Regions from separate parts of the Macaca mulatta genome. Here region 2 is linked to region 1. A link is a contact called in public Hi-C data. All regions are on one chromosome and are shown on one strand. Each heading gives the region's core, a stretch centred on a gene start, on an enhancer-like site or on the middle of the called end of the contact. The rest is flanking DNA. Distances are from core to core; before and after follow the strand shown.

Region 1 (2,959 bases), core at 312-2,811:
TGCCATTCTGGACCAAACCAATGTACAACTTACACATATTGATTGATGTCTCATGTCTCCCCAAAATGTATAAAACCAGGCGTGGGTGCCCTGACTACCTTGGGCACACGTTGTCAGGACCTTCTGAGGCTGTGTCACGGGTGCATCCTTAAACTTGGCAAAATAAACTTTCTAAATTGATTGAGATCTGTCTCAGATACGTATGGGTTCACACCAGGCGCCTATGGGCTGATTTCATCCCTAGTGAGTGAAGAGGAGCTGTGGCAAGGGTAGCAGAGGGATGTCAGGCTTTGCTGAGTGGCAGGGGGAGCAGCCAATAGTGTGGGGATGTGGGGGCGGGAGAGATGTCCTCCTCTCCCCTCCTCCACCACTCCCTGCTGGATCAGGCCACCAAAAGACTAGACGCCACCACATGTATGAATATCTGAGATGCTGGGAAACCATGCAGGCTGGGCTGAGCTAAAACCCTTCGCTCCTTCGCTTTATTCTGTATCAGGGGATAGGGAAAACTTTTCCTGATTGTAAAGAAAAACTCAATTACAATTGGACCCCTAGGCTTCTAAAGGAAAATAGGTGAGAGAGGGAAAGGGGCGTTTCCTCAACTTCATGGCATCCAGTGTTCCACAACTGTGGAACATTGCAAGTGGCCTGTGCCCGGGGCTGCCGCTGCTCATCTGGATAGGTGAGTCAGGTGTAGCCAGGCGTGGGTGTGCGCACCAAGCCAGCACAGGGCAGGACAAAGCCCGGCTTGCTCTCATCTGTGTCTCATTGGATTTGCATTATCTAGGTCTTCAGAGGGGAGATCTCTCAGCCTCTGAGCCTGCAATGCTATCCGTATCTTACCAGTGGCCTGTGGTAGCAGGAGCCCCATATTGGGTGGTGAATCTACTAGTGACTTCAGTGGTTGGAAACTTGGGAAAGTTTAGGAAATTAGAGAAGGAGTGGTTCATAGGCAAGCCACTAGGGGGTTAAGAGGTGAGAAGCACCTGCCGGTGCTTTGGAAAACACAACTTGCTGGCACCTGCCTGCTCAGCAGTTTCTTCCTGCAGGTTGCAAGCCCCTTTTGTCATCGTCAGTGCCTAAGGATCCAGGAAGCACTGTCTACACTAGGAGTTTGTTAATACATCGCCATGGTGGGTTGGGTAATGTTTGAGAGCAAAAGAAAATAAAATATCCTATATGTGTTTAAGTTGTAGAAAACTAGGAATGGAAGATAAAAAGGCTTTCTGCCCTTGGATCCCAATTTACCTAGTGAGCAGGAAGCCTCCCCAGCACCCCTTCCTCATTTCTGACTAAAGCAGTTAATGGCATTAAATATCTTCATGTGATCTCACGCTAGAACTGTATTGGAGCAGACATCTGGCAACAATTTACTGGCGCACAGGATAAATGTTCAGAAAACCAAGTTGCAGTTCTGAGAAACTTCACAAATTCACCTTCCTGCCCACCCACTTCAAAGCCCCTCACTCTCTCGGCAACTGTTCACCCTCCCACGCCGGCACCTCAGACGCCTGCGATAACCTCCGACAAACTCGTCGGACAGCCCTAATCTCCTAACAAGGGAAATGCAGAGAGCTCGAGACAGAGATCAACACTCTGGACGGGGATTTCCAGGCCCAGATCAGCACCCTGCTGAGACATGCTGTCTGGAAAATCAGACATGTCATGTGGGAGCGCGCAGCCCCGTGGCCCCCTCACCTGGTCACGCAGCCGCCTCTCCATCCAAGCCAGTGGTACAGGCAGGGAGGAAGGACACTCACCTGTTAGCTAGTTAGATGTGGCCTCACCTTGTGGGGCTTCCACACAATGGATCTCTTCCTGAGTATCATCATCATCATGACTGGCGATGAGGAGGAGCTAAGGATCTCCTTCTTGGGTGGGTGGGAACTCACTTTGCAAGAAAGGTGGCTCAGTTTGGAGACTCTCTGGGCTGGCTGGCAGATGGGAAGGCTGTCAAAGGTGAGCAGGCAGCATCATACCTGACCAATGAATGGCAACAGCCAGGGCTGCTGGGAAGTGTGGGTGCAATTGCTGGCAAGAGCCACCTTTTTTCTTTCTTTTTTTTTTTTTTTTGTGAGTGGGCGTTCAGAGGCAATTTCCCCTAGAGCTGGCATCCTCTGTCTGGAGTAGGGAATAGGAATGCGCAGGAATTGGGGAGTGGAGGGAGGTTGTGTGTGTGTGTGTGCACGTGCACATGTGTGACTGCAGGTGTGTACAAATGCAATACCGCATTTCTATCTGTAAGGTTTAGAAAAAGCCTTCCTTTAATGAAACCTCTATTTTACAAGAGGCTACAAGAGCTTTGGGATTTTCTTCCATGAAGTAACATGATTTCGCAGTGGATTTCAAACACGTTTTAAGGCACCAGAAACCTCTCTCTATCTCTTTTTTTTCCTCCCCAAACACAATCATATACAAAAGTCACAGATTAGAAAAGAGATCAAAGCAGAGTTGCCCTGATTAAAGTGTACGCTGGCCCCAGAGACCCAAAACCTCTGCTGGTCCTCCTCTCTATGGCCAGAAAGGCCCCAAATGAACTCATGGAGGCCCTAAGTGCCCCAGAGCAAAATGTACCAAACTGGTGAGTGAGTAGGATAAGTTCTAGCTTTCAAATCAGACAGACCTGACTTTGGGTCCTGACTCTGCCACTTGTGAGCAGTGAGGTCTTTGTCCACTCATTAACATATCTGCTTCTCAGTTTCCTCATCTATGCAATAGAAATAATAACCCTTATATTGCAAGGTATCTACAAGAACAGGAGAGAAATACATGTAAGGCATGTGTTACTAAATCCCCATACCTATGTGCCGTGGCTGGCACATAGAATCTTTACACAATGTATTGCTGCCATATGACGTAGTTTGGATGTGTGTCCCTGCCTAAATCTCATGTTGAAATGTGATCCGCAATATTGGCTGTGGGGCCTGGCCAGGGAGGTGACTGGATCATGGGGGTGGAT
Region 2 (3,422 bases), core at 900-3,399, 91 kb before region 1:
CTACTTACAAAGTTTCCGTGGGCTAAAATAAGTGAGAGTGGTGATAAATTACTTGACACTATACAAATATTGCTAGAATCATCATGTGGTTGCTATAGTTGTCATCTTCTATTAAGGGCCTAACATAGTACTATGTAATTTGCAAACACCATGTGCCTTACAGTAAACGTTTAATCAGTGTGTTATTGTTTTGTTGTTGATCCTTTCTTAAGCCACTGCAGCACCCACCATGCTCTTGTGTGCTTAGGTATGTGCTCAATGGGAAATGGTTTCGAGACATTTCGAGCGTTGGAAGAGACACTGCACAATGGCCAGGCGTGCTGCGATCAAGGTTTAATTTGGTCCTAGGTCCGGTAAATCCACAAATAGAAACTTGCAGGCTCGTCCCCACCAAGAGCTTACTGTGACTGCACGTTTACGCAGCCCGAGTCACCTCTGGGGTGTGGAAAAGTTGGGTGATCCCCCGAGGGCCTCATGTTTGGGGAATTTCCACTGTGGCAACTGCTTCTGAGCTCCTGCTGAGACCAGGTGCCTGGAGCAGTGAAGAGGCTGCAGTAGATGTGGGGAAAGAGGTGGTATTCCCAGCTCCATCTGGAAAAGACTCGGGGCCCATATTAACAGAACAGTAGAAAAAGAAGTGGGGATTAAGCAGGTTTCTTGGTGCCTGTCCTGGTCTTCCCTTGGGCTGCCTTCCTCCCTGAGATGTTCTGTCCTCTTCTGTAACCCTTCAAGACCACTCTTGCTCATTTTTTACCAAATTTTTCCTATATAATGTTAGGTTGGGAAGTCCAAGTGCAATTTTCTTCAGTATCCACACCCCAACCCATATGAGCCTAGTGACATACTAGTAGACTCAAATATGTTTACCCACCAATAGACATTTGCCATTTGTGCCAGGAAAATAAAACTAGGAAAATCACAGGAGGGATCATGAATCCTTGTTAAGCATCTGAAAATCAGCTTTGTTAAAACACACACTCATTCAGAAAAGTGCTTTGTAGCAAAGCAATCTCAACAGCTCTCATAATTCTATCACTTCCCATCCAGATTCTTGTGCAAGTAAAAGTATTAATACACCATTTATTTGATGAATTAATCAATGATCAAATGGAAGAGGTTTTGACAACGTCACTAATACCTGCCCTGAACGCTTGCTTAGAAGAGAAACAGATTTCCCAGTATTTTTTATAACTTACTTTCCCATTGTCTCCAATTAATTTGCTATTATCCCAAGTAGACAGACAACTTCAGTAGTAGCTATCACCCTACATTTTTAGATCATTGAAAAAAAATGGATGAGCAATCCACGAAAATAACTAGCTTACTGAAATGCTTGGTTTTTAAAGGAAAATTGGTATTATTAAAAAAAAAAAAAAAAAAAAAAAAAAAAAAAAAAGGCCCAGGACTGGTAGCTAGGAGATCCGGGAGACAGAAGCCATTGCTCTGGTTCTGACACTAAGTAACCCTTTTGCCTTGTGCAGGTAACTTCTTATCTAGGTCCTCAGCATCCTCCTCTGTAAACTGAAGAGTTTAAATGACTCTAAATTCCTCTCTCTCTCTCTCTAGATGTTCTCTAACACCAAGTTTATGTGAGTTTCTTTGGCCAGGTTTTAACCAGAGACCATCCTCCGTGAAGGTCAAAGGTCATCAATTCTCAGATGGCAGGAGTTGTTTTTGGCATGTACAGTCAACCTTTCAAAAAACCAAGAGTTCTCAAGTTAAGCTCCCTTCACGAACCTCTTTTTAAATTTAAGTATCACTCTCTGTCCCTCCTGATTTCCTATGTTGCTCCACCACCTCCCTCCATCAGAAAAAAAAAAAAAAAGATGAGAAAAATCTCTTGTGTTTTCTTCCTTCTTGGTTCTTGGAAAACGGTGTGCAATCACTTCCTCTTCTTCCGTGGCTGCCTCATGTCACCTGTACAAACAAGAACAGAGACAGACCTCAGGCTTCAGGCTTTCCCTAATGGGTATTTTTGCTGTGGGTAAAGATTCACTCTGATTTGGGGCAGTGGAAAGTCGAACACACTTTTCCCAAGGCGACCAGATACAGTTTAGGGAGTTATGAAAAATAGCTGCCATGACGACAGGGGCAGAGAACAACTCTGCCATCCTCCCTCCGTGCCGGGTTCACAGTTAGCCAGGCACCCATGATGCCGCTTGCCTTCAGGTGCTCTGCATAGCTAAGAGGAAGCATATTGCTGTGGTTCTGCGTGAGTGTTTGCAGGCTACAAACAATCCATCAGCAAACTTTGAGACTTTGCAGATGGAGATGAAGAGACCACATCAAATTAGAGAGGAAATAGAAGGGTGGATGTTCACCTAATTGGGGTCATTCTGTGACCTCTTAGCAAATGAATTCATCAGCCTGGTGGAAAAGTACTGGCATATGGATTAGGTCTGAGTAAGCTCATTAGAGGGGCATTATTCTACTGAAATTATAGCATTAGATTTGTAGAATGACTTCTATTCAGCCAACAAGTTGGTACTCCATATTTAATGATCATAAATCTTTGTGTAAGCTCTGCAATTTATGAAATTTCATTAGCTCATTATCCTTTGCGCTTGTTGCCAAATACTATCAATCCTACTTTAAAAACTTCTCCATTCCAGAACTTAGAGCCCTGGTAGTTCTGGCTTGATATTCCTGTAGCAAATCCATGCTCCTAATTCCACAGTTCACCCTTCAGACCTTGCCACCTTCATCAATTCTATCCTTAACAGTAAACACTAGATACCTTATACTAATTCCATTCTGCTGGAACTCCACTTCTTAAAGGCTATCGTGACTGGTGACTTTTGAAGTCCTGTTTGTGGCCCCTTAATCACACTGATTTCCTAGGATGGCCACCTCTTGATCACGCAGTCCTCATGGCTATCCTTGTATTCATCTCATGCAAGATTTTCAAGATCAAAACTCTCTCTTCTTCATCTGCTTCTCATCAATCTAGACTACCCCAGTCATCAGCCAAGTCTTATTGTTTATCAAGCTTTATGGGTTTCACATTGTTTTCATTGGTGGGTCTACTTTTTTCTCTTCTGTTTTTCTTTCTTTTTCTTTTTCTTTTTTTTTTTTTTGAGACAAAGTCTTTGCCCAGGCTGGAATACAGTGGCATAATCTCAGCTCACTGCGGCCTTGAACTCCTGGGCTGGAGTCCTCCAACCTCAGTCTCCTGACTAGTTGGGACTATAGGTACACATCACCATGCCCAGCTTTTTTTGTTTGTTTGTTTTTTGTTTTGCTTTTTTATTAGATACAAGGTTTCGCTATGTTGCTCAGGATGATCTTGAACTCCTGGCCTCACCACGACAGATCCTCCCATCTCAGCCTCCCAGAGTGCTAGGATTACAGGCAAGAGCCACCACACTCGGCCTTATTTTCCATTTTTGATGTGAATTCTCTCCTCCCTAATTAGGCCTTCT

The links. A called contact is a pair of places that touch in the nucleus more often than the background predicts.
Region 2: a contact with region 1 is called in a Hi-C map of CD4 T cells, with 2.9 times the contacts expected there. The contact joins two enhancer-like sites. A contact is called at or near these places in 3 of 14 Hi-C or Micro-C datasets (CD4 T cells, cortical neurons and liver).

The regions. Positions count from the first base shown.
Region 1 is chr4:171,319,538-171,322,496 of T2T-MMU8v2.0, reverse strand. No RefSeq gene overlaps it. Among named protein-coding and RNA genes, the nearest start is that of ADTRP, 26 kb to the left of the region's middle. Within about 2 kb of position 1,561, at least 6 of the 40 cell types and tissues checked have an H3K27ac peak or open chromatin away from gene starts, as enhancers often do. A contact at or near this core is called in CD4 T cells, where this site is marked.
Region 2 is chr4:171,411,153-171,414,574 of T2T-MMU8v2.0, reverse strand. ADTRP (androgen dependent TFPI regulating protein) reads right to left here. Exons shown (of 8, transcript NM_001193850.2): 7 at 1,738-1,917. The coding sequence ends at 1,883. Among named protein-coding and RNA genes, the nearest start is that of ADTRP, 65 kb to the right of the region's middle. Within about 2 kb of position 2,149, at least 6 of the 40 cell types and tissues checked have an H3K27ac peak or open chromatin away from gene starts, as enhancers often do. A contact at or near this core is called in CD4 T cells, where this site is marked.